Linked DNA regions of Bombyx mori: region 1 is linked to region 2. The links are chromatin contacts, called in public Hi-C maps. All regions are on one chromosome and are shown on one strand. Each heading gives the region's core, a stretch centred on a gene start, on an enhancer-like site or on the middle of the called end of the contact. The rest is flanking DNA. Distances are from core to core; before and after follow the strand shown. Region 1 overlaps LOC101741857 (SH2 domain-containing protein 4B). Region 2 overlaps LOC101741857 (SH2 domain-containing protein 4B).

What was found. Hi-C and Micro-C count contacts between places; a contact is called where the count stands out from the background.
Region 1: a Hi-C map of midgut shows a contact between it and region 2, with 2.5 times the contacts expected there. The contact joins two enhancer-like sites. A contact is called at or near these places in 2 of 7 Hi-C or Micro-C datasets (midgut and whole pupa).

Annotation. Positions count from the first base shown.
Region 1 is chr3:12,473,270-12,480,111 of ASM3026992v2, reverse strand. LOC101741857 (SH2 domain-containing protein 4B) reads right to left here. Exons shown (of 11, transcript XM_012688864.4): 4 at 4,915-5,031; 5 at 3,917-4,090; 6 at 2,697-2,909; 7 at 1,257-1,431. Among protein-coding and RNA genes, the nearest start is that of LOC101741709, 49 kb to the left of the region's middle. Within about 2 kb of position 1,366, at least 3 of the 8 cell types and tissues checked have open chromatin away from gene starts, as enhancers often do.
Region 2 is chr3:12,407,728-12,414,835 of ASM3026992v2, reverse strand. The region is part of intron 1 of LOC101741857 (SH2 domain-containing protein 4B); the gene reads right to left. Among protein-coding and RNA genes, the nearest start is that of LOC101741857, 19 kb to the right of the region's middle. Within about 2 kb of position 5,830, at least 4 of the 8 cell types and tissues checked have open chromatin away from gene starts, as enhancers often do.

The DNA.
Region 1 (6,842 bases), core at 117-2,616, 70 kb before region 2:
AATGGATATTCGCAAACAGAAACTATTGTAACTTGGTGGACTTATTAGAAAAGAATTGCTATTTTTGGAGGGAATTATGTTTGTGAAGGGTAGGATTTCCATTGAAAATGGGTCTTTGTACGATATTTTTTTATTGCTTAGATGGGTGGACGAGCTCACAGCCCACCTGGTGTTAAGTGATTACTGGAGCCCATAGACGTCTACAACGTAAATGCGCCAACCCCCTTGAGATATAAGTTCTAAGGTCTCGGTATAGTTACAACGGCTGCCCCACCCTTCAAACCGAAACGCATTACTGCTGTAATAAAGACTGTGAATCTCTTTGAGTTCACACGTTTCTTGGAAGATAAAAGACCAAAGTGCCTTCGATCAATAAAAGCCTTATCATGTAACATCTAAGGTTTATAGTTTTATGTAGTTGACGATATTTCTCGGAAAGTACAAAATCAATCTTCGCGATTAGCTGTGACAGAAACATAACGTTTGATTTCCATCAAACTGTCTGTATTGAAATCATGTTACTATTTTATATCATCTATACTAATATAAAAACCTACAGTAGTTATTACGGATATTCCGTTATAACTACTGAACCGTGCATCCGATTGACTTGAAACTTGGTATCCATGTAGAAAATAAATGTACTTAATGGATAGGTTAAGATTTATATGAGTGTTAGACTCCCTAATCGTGACAATAAATAATAATGTTAATTTTAAATGCCCAGCGAAGTGGGCGAGTACAGCTAGTTTTATATAATTTCATCTTTATATTGTGCAGTAAAATCGTCTGCCATCAAGCTCTTGATGAATATAGATTAGATAGATATAGTATTTTATTACTAACGTCGGTTAGGTATATAGCATAGGTAAAAGTATAGATTATTCTAATACGAATAATAAATTCTAATAGAACTAATCTAATAGAACTTATATCTCAAGGTGGGTGGCGCATTTACGTTGTAGATGTTTAAGGGCTCTAGTAACCACTTAACACCAGGTGGGATGTGAGCTCGTCCACCCATATAAACAATAAAAATAAACACAGCCCACTGAGATTCTCGCCGAATCTTCTCAATGGGTCGCTATTCCGACCCGGTGGTAGATTCTGCGAAGCACGGCTCTTACTAGGGTCAGTGTTAGCAACACTCCGATTTGAGCCCCGTGAGCTCACCTACACACGTTAGGGTGAAGCTGAAATAGCCTCTCAAGGCTATCAGCCTAGGGAAGTAAAACTACACTACGCGATTCACTCACCTTGTTCCCTCCAGGCGGCCTCGTCGTCGTGCGCGTGTAGTTGCGCATCGCGTAATGTCTTCGCTCTCCTGGCCCGGATCCCGCGCAGGATATCCCCGGCCCGGGCGGCCGCCACGCGACGCTCCCACGCCGCCACCCGGTGACTCACGCATTCGTTGTTCGGGAGGCCTAAATCCTGTTATAAATACAAATTAAATAACAATTAAAAAAAAAAAAACAAAAAAAATACGCTCTTATAAAAAATAGAAAATAAATTTGAATTAAGAATAGTGTAAGAAAAAAAGGAAAATTGTAAAAAAAGCGTGGGGTGCATGGTGTCAGTAGTTATAAATATTTTATGAATAGATATGAGTAAAAGGGTTATTTTGATAATATCCTGAAAAGTATAGTTACAACGGCTGCCCCACCCTTCAAACCGAAACGCATTACTACTTCACGGCAGAAATAGGCAGACATATTGCCAACTATCTTCAATTTAATCTTCACTGCACGCAATGTAACATTCATAAAAACACGCGAGCTCAATGACCTTCCGCTAGACGGAAGAGCGTCGACCTTTGCTTTAGAATGCGGGTCCACAAAAAATTAACTTAAACTACGCCATTTATTCTAAGCAAAGTCGAATTAAGCTCTGGTCCATAATTCTCTGTTCAGGTTTAAGAATAGAGTCCGTACGGTTGTATGACATAAGTTCGTGTGCAGTGAACCGATTGAATAGGATTAATCGACTATGATTTATTTTACAGTGGGCCGATACATATGTAACAAATTGGGCAAAGGTTTTTTTTTTAACGCTGGGGAATCCATTTACGGATACCCGGTCAAGGGGGTTAACGAACCGGGTTATGTCGGACTCCGGCGCCTCCCGAGAGAAAGAGGGAGACGAGGATGGCCAAGGTCCTCCACCTCCCCGTATTCCTCGCAGGAGACCACGCCTTGAAAAAGGCGCGCGAGGCACTCGCCCCGCAAAATCAACTACCGACTAAGCCCCATCGAGCTCCACCACACCGGCTACACCAGCCCTACGGTACTGCAGTGCGCGCCGAAAAGTTGACCTTAAGGTATAATTTAGCGGAAAAAAAGAAGCTGGGTCCTATTTACGAGAGAAACGATGCACCAAAGCTGATAGCCTTGAGAGGTTATATCAGCGTCGCCTTAACTATTAGGTGAGCTCACGGGGCTCAAACCTGATGACGTTGCTAACTAGGGGCTTGCTAGGGGCAAGAGCCGTGCTTCGCAGAATCTACCACCGGATCGGAAACGCGACCCACCGAGAATATCCAGCGAGAAACTCAGTGGGCTGTGTCTGAGGGTTTACTCGTCGAGCACTTCATCGCAAGCGACGGGTTCGACGAGAACGATGACCGGTGCTTGAAGTACCTAGAAGCACCGTTAGTGGATCAGGAGGATCCGAAATGACGTCCAAATGTACTAGCTAACCTGCAAAACATCCCTTTTCCCTTCGATAAAATTGAAATGCAATGTGTTCTTGTTCAGGTCCAGTTTCATGTTGTCCTCGTTTCTTAGGTCCTCCTTCTCCGAGATCTTCACCTCGGGCTCCAGCGCCTCGATGCGCTGCCGGAGCTCGTCGACTGTGCAGTAGATCTCCAGGTCGTCCAGCGGGTCTATGCTTTTTGGTGAAAGGTCGAATTTCTGTAAATAAAACAACTTATTCTGAAGTTACAACTGACCGATATCAATGAAGATTGATAAAAGTACATCGAAGTATATATCGGTGGAAAGATAGCTAACACAAGGCATTATTAGACAATTGCCTGACTCGTGCCAATATCATTTTCATGATAAGCCTATACATTATATATACAAGTTTCGAACAACAGCATTCGGACCGTCGGTCTACAGAATATTTTCGACCGATCTCGATAAAAGATCTTCCCTTTGAAAGGAAACAATGAAACTTCACATGTTCGTATTTAAAAAGTATGTCGTCTGTCTCTTTCTAAAACGCGATTTACCTGCAGCACACATCGCCGCGCATAAATGCGCCACCCACCTTGAGATACAAGTTCTAAGGTCTCAAGTATAGTAACGACGGCTGCCCCACCCTTCAAACCGAAACGCATTACTGCTTCACGGCAGAAATAGGCAGGGTGGTGGTACCCACCCGCGCGGACTCACAAGAGGTCGTACGAGGTAATCTTTTTTTTTATTGCTTAGGTGGGTGGACGAGCTCACGGCCCACATGATGTTAAGTGGTTAATAGAGCCCATAGACATCTACAACGTAAATGCGCTACTCACCTTGAGATATGAATTCTAAGGTCTCAGTATAGTTAAAACGGCAGAAATAGGCAGGATGGTGGTACCTACCCGTGCGGACTCACAAGATGTCCTAGCACCAGTAAATGTGACAAAGTCCTAATTGTATAGTACAACGGCTGCCCCAATTTACCCCAGATTAGAGCAGGAGATCTTTGGTGGTGGGTTTATAACCTACCTCCAGTAGAGCAGTTCGACAAACCTATTACACTACACTATTAAATCTTTCCATAACCGATCCTGTAGACTGAATGGTAAACAGTCGACGTCGCCCAAAGCACCCGTGCGGACTCTCAAGACATCCTACCACTAGTTGTAAACGGTCGTGACTGATCACGTTAACTTTGCTTATGATAAACGCATTTCAGATATTATGCTGACCTGTTCCAAGCTGTCTAGAGGTTTGTAGTCGATAAGCTGTGTGAGTTCCTTCTCGACGGACTTCCTGAGCTGGTGCGCCTCCTCACGAGCCTGGGCGAGGGCGCGCTGCCTCGCTTCCTCCGCTAGGATGCTCTCTATTGACTTGTCGTCTGGATGTTCACCCATAACCCAAACCTGAAGCAGATCGTTTAACAAATTATAGCCTCGCTTTAGATTACTGGTCGTAGGACCTATTGTGCACAGTGAGGTACCACCACCCTGCCGTGAAGCAGTAATGCGTTTCGGTTTAAGGGGTGGGGCAGTCGTTGTAACTATACTGAGACCTTAGAGTTCGTATCTCGAGGTGGGTGGCGGCATTTACGTCGTAGATGTCTATGGGCTCTGGTAACCACTTGACACCAGGTGGGCTGTGAGCTCGTCCACCCATCTATGCAATAAAATAAAATAAATAATAAAGATTCAATTTTATTTTAGAGTGCTTTTAACACGTCTATATTCATTAAATATATTAATAAAAACAAATAAGACATGAAAGAGACACATTTCATTATTGAGTAACTTAAAATTGTACTTTAATGAAACATAAAATTAAAAACCAGCCTTAAGATATTAGCTGCTTTCTAACCCAGTTAATATAATTTAGCTAAGTTATATTATCTTGCATAACATCGCTCTTAGCTTTGAGTCTGATAACTATATCTTGCATAGTATCACTCTTTAATAGGTATATAGGTAAAATATAAGGGAATTAAAGTATAAGTATAAGAAGGGAACAGAAACGAATATTAAATAATTATGGAAAACGAAACATGAATCCAACATTACAAATAGTAAAAAAAAAGATAATTGGAAAAATAGCAAAATAGCCTAAAAAATGTCCCTGACAATTACTCGTCAGGGGAACGCGCAATATATTATAAAAAAAAAAAAAAAAGTATCACTCTTAACTTTGGGTCGGCCTGAAAATTATAAATCGGTAAAACTTAAGATTTCCATACCCATGGTTCGCCGTCTTCTCCTTTAAGGAACTGGACCTGCTTCTTCCCGTTCTTCTGGAACTTAGGCTGGATGTCGTCCTTGCTGATTTTATCGTCCCAGGCCTGCCATCTTCGTACCTGAAATATAAGGGTAATTAATTTGCATCCTTCTCCTTCGGTCGTGCTTCGCATGTCCGAGGGTCGTGACCAGCTCCACTAGTTTCATCTTCACGATGCTGTGTCGTCTCCTGTCTTAGACTTGTCGGAAAGCATCGATTTTGGCAGAAATTAGCGAGTACCCACCCGCACGCAAAAAAAAACACAACACTTTACACATGTTATTTTGGGTGTACGGTGTCTGGTGTAGTTGTAGACAACAAAGCTAATGCGTCTGTCCACCTTGGGACATCAGGTCTATGCCTCAATTATATAACGACTGTACCGCCTTCAGATAGCTTTGCACCAGAAATAGGTAAGATTGTGGCACCTAACCGTGCAGGCTTATAATCCGTCATGCCAACAGTTTTTTTTAAACTACCTATCTAAGCTGGTAGCCTAGAGAAGTTATGTCAACGTAACCCTAATGTGTAGGTAAGCTTTCGGAGCTCAAACTTGGAGGCGTTGCAAACACTAGCCCTAGCAAAAGCAGTCCTTCCCAGAATCTACCACTAAATGGGAAACGCGACCCACTGAGAAGATCCGGCGAGAAACTCAGTGGGCTGTATCTATGGGTTAGTTTACTAGCCGAGCACTTTGTTGCAACCGAGGGGTTCGACGAGAAAGCCAACAGTAAATGCTATTGGATGAAGTTGGTATACTAATCAGAGGCGTCCTGTTTTCCGGTGAATCTGTCGGTATGGTTTACAACCCCCACGGGAAATGGTGGGCTGATGTTTTTCTATACTAAAACCGCACATCAATAATCACATCGCAACTACTATCGTATATAATTTCAGATGGACCTGAGGGAGTCTGTTTATAGTCCCTTCTTTATTTCGCGGGAAAATTGTGTTTTTGGATCACTCGTAATTAACACCACAGTTAAAACAATAGGAGTTTTATTGTTGCAGCGGCTTACACAGTTCTAAGTTATACACTTTTTTTTTTTTCGTCTTAAGTATTTTCGGCGGTAAAAAGGTCCCGTGTCACATGAATATCTTCTTTTTTCCACCTCTCGTGCGTTTCGGCTTACGCATCATATAAAGGTGCGTTCTTAAACTCCACAGACCGTTAATTCGTCAATCGAAACGAAAACAATTCGAACGAAATAAAAACAATTACGTATGTAACCTAATCATTTTGAAAAGTCCTTTGGACGCATAGAACCTCAACAAATCAATTATTAACACAGAGTAAACGCTACCGGTCATCGTGCGTAGTGAGATATTAAATAAACGTTCACTCGATCATGTTGAAAGTATTATTGAAATGTGAAGAAAAAAATAAATGACCTCGTACCAGAATTGAAAGATTATTTATTTATTATTTTGGATTATTTTGGAGGTCTTTCCAGTTTCACAAGGACAGGTGGGCGAGCAAGGGCTTAGCCAGAAGGGGCGGGATTTGCTAACAGCTACCCGAGCGCCTCCAAGGGAGACCTAACAACTCAAGAGTAGCTGCTTCGCGAATGAATCTACTACCGGATCGGAATCGCGACCCGCTGAGAAGATCCGGCGAGAAACTCAGCGGGCGGATGCTTAGGTTAGGTTGCACGTCGAACTCTTTGCCGAGTTCGACGAGTACGGTTACAAGAATTGAAAGTTAATGGCATGGTTTATAAGTAACGTTTGCACTCGTGATGTTAACCCGAGTTGCTAACCAAACGATTCTCTCAAAACAATATTTTCAATAGTGATGCGGTAAATCAACCGTCGGGGTTCTCGACCTTATGATTTAATCTCGCGTTAATTGTTTTCATTTTAAAATCAGACGTTGGCAGTTGGCAGAAA
Region 2 (7,108 bases), core at 4,581-7,080:
TTAATTTTTTCCCTACCTCGTCGTCGTGGCCTAAAGGATAAGACGTCCGGTGCATTCGTACGTAGCGATGCACCGGTGTTCGAATCCCGCAGGCGGGTACCAATTTTTCTAATGAAATACGTACTCAACAAATGTTCACGATTTACTTCCACGGTGAAGGAATAACATCGTGTTATAAAAACCAAACCCGCAAAATTATAATTTGCGTAATCACTGGTGGTAGGACCTCTTGGGAGTCCGCACGGGTAGGGACCACCACCCCGCCTATTTCTGCCGTGAAGCAGTAATGCTTTTCGGTTCGAAGGGTGGGGTAGCCGTTGTAACTATACTGAGACCTTAGAACTTATATCTCGAGGTGGATGGCGCATTTACATTGTAGATGTCTATGGGCTCCAGTAACCACTTAACACCAGGTGGGCTGTGAGCTCGTCCATCCATCTAAGCAATAAAAAAAAACCTATTCGTTGGTTGCTTAGGGGGCTATTTCAGCTTCTCGCAGACGCGTAGGTGAGCTCACGGGCTCTATCTGAGATAATGTGCTAACACCAGTCCTAGCAGTGAGCAGTGCTTCGCAGAATCTACCATCGGATCGGAATCGCGACGCATTGAGAAGATCCAACGAGAAACTAAGTGAGCATTGGCATTAGCTAATAGTACGAAAAATATACACAATCGTCACAACGGAACGTGGTAAAATTTCACTAGGTAGTTAAAAATAAAAATTATCATCAGACATTACTGGGCAGATTTAAAGTATTATTAAAATTTTGATAATTCATTTCTTAAATTTGAACACATAAGTTAAAAATAAACTTCAAAGGACAGTTTAAATCATTCTCCTTAGAACATAACTCTTTTTACTGATTTATTAACCAACTAAGTTCGTAAACTGGTAAAATTTTCTCAACAGAACGACAGAAAGTTTCTATTTAAATTGGCGTTTGAAAAAAAAGTTTTCGAGAATGTTGAATTAACGTTTAATAAAATGAGACAGCAATAATCACATTTGCATGTATTTAAAATCAAGAACCTAGTCAATCCTTTACGGGGCTTTAGCTAAACACTAAAAGGACCTGTCCTTCCTTGTTAAGAATGTTGAACATAAAGACGTGAACCGAAAACAAAAGTGAAATAAATACTCACACAAACACACAAAAGCGCAAATGTTTCTCGCAAATTTTATGTCCAAAATATAATTTTCACTTCACTAATAATCACAACTGAATCAAAACTAAAATTACCGCTTTAATTTTTATCGAAGGCGCAACGACACGACCTCCACGAACGCGCACTTCCAAGCGACTGGTCGCGTTCAGAAACATTCAGAAACTGAGTTGAAATATCCACAAACAAAAGAGAACGCCGAGTTGCGTACCTACCAAACATGACGCTACGAAATAATCCAAACTTTGTTTCCGTTTGCCACATTTCCTTTCATTGTCATGGTAAAGCTTGATAGAAACTAAATCTGTTTAATAATGTTTTTACTATTGAACTTACACATCAAATTCCACTAATAAAATGGAATGTTCATTGTTCGTAACCGTTGATTTGGTTTGAATTCAAAGTTTACTAACATAAATTATAAACCAAAATATTTTTACATTGTATTCATACGCAGTACATTCTTTGTGGAAAGACTAAATTGTTTTATAGTTTTGGTATGTTCAATAATGCTTGAAATGAATTTATATTTTCGAAAAGTGTCAAGATGGCATCTCTTATATCGAGAATATAGGTACGAGACAAACAGTATCAAGTCATAGGTACCTTGAATATCAAATTGGACACAGAAATTTACTCTAAAAGAATCCAGAATTCTTTCAAACGTCTATGGAAGAAATACAAAGTATCACTAACGACTATAATTATGCTAATAAACGTATTTATATTATTATCAATACTGCGTGATGTAAAATGGTTTTTCGTACCAATAAAATAGATACAACAGATAAAAAAAGTTTCCTATTTTTGTATACATTTGTGAAATGTTGCCAGTGACTTGTACTAATTTTATTGATGGACAGCAAGCACAGTCAGTGAAAGTAAAATTAGTTAAGTTACGCAATCATTAATTCACAACGGGTGTTTGTGTTTTATAATACGGTATCATCTGACTGTCAGCCGGGGAAAAGAATTTGAATTCATACCTCAGTATAAAATTGTTATAAGTAAAGTATAATTTGTTTTTGAATACTCGAATATTTGTTATTTTACAAATATCTAATGTAAGCGCCTTCTAAAACTGACTAAACACATATTTAAACTGAATATAACCTACCAGATATGATATTAAGCTCAAAAATTAAAGCACGCAACTAGACAATAATTTTATTACACTAGAAAATAATTAACCAAAAAAATGTTAAACTCATACATGAGTCGTCTATTATCAAAGGTGGCAATCTGTACATTTGGACAAAAAAAATTTATTGATATGTCAATACAGATTTATTTGAATATAATCGTCTCCTTCAAAGAATACGGTTCAAAACCTGCATTAAATAAAGGTTAATAGTTAACCTGTTATTTATCTAAGATGTCGTTCCGAAGAGTTTTGTGACTGCCAATGGAATACAAAGTCAATAATTCGTTTTTCTGATTTACCAATCATTGTCCAAAAGTCAGATTGCCGCCTTTGATAATAGTCGACTCACATATTGATTGTGCACTAAAGAGAATTATCACAAATATGCAAATTAACTAACTAGGTCATCGCGTGACAATTGACAGATCTTTCGGATGTTCAGTGATTTTTTTAATAAACAGGTCGCACTCTGTAATTTGCCGTAAATAGCGTCTCTATCCTATCATTTTAAAATAACGCGCTAGAATGAAGTACCACTATAAATTGATCCGTCATATGATATAATCTTACAAGCACACAAAGCAAAAACATCCAACACAGATACATATTTTCGATATAAACATTTTTAGGCATGTCGGTTTGGATGAGGTCAGCGACCTATTTTAAGAATAATAGTTTATTGTAGATTTGTAGCATTGCCCGTTCCTTAAATGCAACGAATAGTATATCTTTACGTATTTATTGTCGGCTTTATGTTCAGTGTGCTTAGAGCGCATTTTTTAACTTTCTCGATCGCGTAAAAGTTAACTCAAAGTTGTATGGAGTTGGAACAGCGCCCCTAGCGGCAACGCTACATAAAAAAACTCGCAATCAGCACACAGTATTGTAAGCCCACGCGAATAGATACCACAATTTTTCCTATTTCTGCTCCAAAGCAGTCACAGATTTTGGTTCGAAGGGTTTGACAGTTGGTATATTATGCAAATAAAATGTTTACCTCCTGTCCCAAGACGGGGGCGGTATTAATGCGACAGACGTCTATGGGCTGTGGTATTCACTAAACACCAGAGCGGCGCGAGATAGATCACGAATCCATAAAAACAATTGTTTTGTGTATAATCAATGATTTCACTATTTTTATCATAATAATAGCAGAAGTGGGGAGAATGGTGATACCCGGAGGCTTTAAAGGCTATGTTGCCAGCCCGATAATAAAAATCGCACCAATCGAAAAATTTAAATGTCTATTTAATTCTAAAATGAGCAATTAAGAGATGTCGATATTTTCGCAGCGGAACAGAGTTGTAGCAACCTATACAGTGTGCTTACTTAGTGTGAATTTCTTAACGTTCTCGATAGCGTAAAAGTTAACCCAATTTTGTATGCAGTTGGAACAGCGCCCCTAGCGGCAAACGTACGCAAACGATCCCATTCCATACAAACTACATGAACTAACTTTTACGCTAACGAGAACGTTAAAAAACGCGCACTAAGCACACTGACTACAAATTGAACGTACAGATAATTAATTTTAATTAACATTACACTTCGTGATGTAAGTACACTTTCGCTTCGAACAATGCAAAATTTTCTCGTTACGATGCACTTTTTGAATTTGTGTTGTGCTTTAATAACGCTTTGCACTTTCTATGTACGTGTATGCGTTTTCTAGAATGAACAATCGATTTTGACCAAATAAACTGTATCTATACATATAAATAAAATTGGAGCGTCTGTTTGTAATATTGAAATAACCGCTTTTTATTACATGCATATGAATATAATATACGATACATACACCAAAATAACATTTTTTACAATTTTCCTCTGTCTATCTGTCTGTCTGTCTGTTTGTTCCGGCTAATCTCTGGAACGGCTGGACCGATTTTGACGGGACTTTCACTGACAGGTAGCTGATGATATAAGGAGTAACTTAGGCTAGCTTAGGCTTTTTTTAGACTAACTTCGCGGCGTCACCCGCGGTATGAAAATAACCGCGGGTAACATCACGGGACTCAACTCTCAATAATAAAATTTAATGTTTCCGAAGCGAAGCTAGGGTGGGTCGCTAGTCGGTAATATTTTCTGAACTAGGTAACTGTATAAAAAAAAAAGAAGGTAGCAATCGTGAGATTACATCGAAATGATAAAACAACAAACGCGTTTTCGCTGAATTTGTAAATGTATCCAGGTAACGCACTTAGAGCATTAACTCAGTTAATATCCTCTTTCGAAACTTTTTTTTTGGATTGGAGGGTAGTTGTTAGTAAAGCCAACAGCTAGCTCCCTATTCCTTCCTAACAGAAGGAAAAGTCCTGCCTCTAACTCCCAGAGAGGTGGCTGCTTCAAAGGCAGTGGCTTCGCGAGTGAAGAGAAATAAAACTTTCACCGAAGTACAAATAAAGACTATTAAGTACTAGAACACTTTAAAATTCTCAATTCGCTTCTTCCGCTTCGCTTCAGGTGATCCGTTCGCTGTTTCGCTTCGAATACTAACTGCCTTCATGTCATCTCTGCAACGCTTCCACGACAAGACGACAATAACAGAGAAATTCCCCGATAGGGCATTTTGATATTTCTGTTATTTGATGAAAGATGGCGTTATTCTTACCGGCGTAACAATAACATAAACACAACGATTTGACATGTCCCAAATTGTTGTGTATTAATTTTTGATATAACGTTATCTCGCCATTTATTTTAACCCCAAATAACGTATGAAGTTGCAGTTCAGCCTTATTTTGTGAACAACTGCCTGGCTGCATCCTAAACGACCACATCTGACGTAAATCTATACTCTATACTAATATTATAAAGAGGAAAGATTTGTTTGTTTGTTTGTTTCGAATAGGCTCCGAAACTACTGGACTGATTTGAAAAATTCTTTTTCCATTAGAAGCCGACATTGTTCCTGATGAACATAGGCTACTTTTTTTAATTTTTTTGTTTGTTTCATGTGTGTTTTAATGTTTCCGAAGCGAAGCGAGGGCGGGTCGCTAGTTATAATATAATAGTGCAGAATAGAATCAGCTTTCTCGACCGTATATTGCTTAGTTGATAACAGCTTGGTTTATTATGTCAATTGTAAAATAGAAGGAAGTCATAAATTAATCATCTGACGCACTTTATATTGTGTGATAAGAACGTTAAATGTAAATTTAATTCAATCATAATTAGATATTTTATTTACGCAATTCCCTTCTCAAAACAGAACTGAGACAGAAGATACAGATAACACGTCCGAAATCAACAAAACGACTCAAGCGCCAATCACAAACAGTGCAAAATAGCTTTTCGAAACAGTAAGGTAAACTTGAAATACCTATGAGGTAAGTAACACTTGTGTCAACATACTTATACAGGCTGTTACAACTTGTACTACTTTTATTCTAAAATTGAAAATGTATTTGTATTTCTCGTTTATTTTGAAAAAGCATCGGAACCAATAGAATACATTCTAAAATGAACCTTATTTAGTACACGAATGCAATGAAATTTAAAAAAAACATTTGTTGTTATTAACGACAAATTAAACGTAAAGGAAGTATCGGTGACATACTGAAATGGAACTGTAGTTAAGGAATTGTTCATATATTGCGTTCTAACAAAACAAAAGTCAAGTGTTATTATATCTAAGAGTGAAACAAAAGACTTAACCCTAAAAAACAAGACCAATGAATGGCTAGATTTGAGCATATTATTATTTTATTTGAAGTGAATAAACCTAAGAGGAGAGACGATAGAAAAAGGAAATTCCAGAAATAGGCACAAGAACCTATTTTTGTTATAAAAGTGTACTCAAGCTCACGTCAATGGCTAGGTACTTTGCTTCACCTTGAATGAAACCTTGGCACGTGGAGTAAAAGTCTTGTGTCGGCTGTCTCATTCTTCAAAACAGAACCCACGACAGCTTAACGCCTCCTATTTGTCACAAACTATCATCGCCTTCCGTCAGCGACATTCAATTCACAAAAAAAAAATACATTACGAACAATATTCTAATTACGATTATGATTGACATTTACTACATAGTAAAAAAAAAAAACAAATTACGAAATCTATGCGTCAAAGAACAAAGCGGAAGCGGATGCGCAATTACAGTCATTTTATAATCTGTAACATAATGGAGGAACGTACATTAATCATGTTGGAAGTGCGCCCCGATGCGCGACCTCACGCCGAGATACACAGGGCTGCCACAAATAGGACTTCATGTATTGATTTGTATTCAATTTTATTCGTAAATTGCGGAATGTATGAAAGACAACTTAAGCACGAGTGAATGTCTGTTTGTATTAATAAAATAACCACTTTTACTAAATGCGTAAGTATGTATACCACAGTACATATACCAAAATAACATTTCTTTTAAATTTTGTCGATCTGTCTGTTTGTTCCGGCTAATCTCTGGAAGGCCGGACCAATTCTGACGGAACTTCCACTGATAGGTAGCTGATGATATAAAGAGTAACTTAGGCTACTTTTTTTAGAGTAGCTTCGCCCCGCGGCGTCACCCGCGGTACGACAATAACCGCGGGTAGCATAGCGGGAATCAGCTAGTGTTAAATAAGAATAATATTAAAAAATAGGACAGTTTTTGTGCATAATGTACTTATGACAAAAAAAAATTTTAGTACTTTTTTTTAAAGAATTACTATCATCATAATCAGCATAGATGTCAGCTGCTGGTTATGGACCTCCCCAGAAGTTTACTACAACGACGTTGCTAAAATATCGCTTAAGCCAAATAGCCTTCCACCGCTAGATATAAATATATTAATGTGTGTGACTCTGTCTATA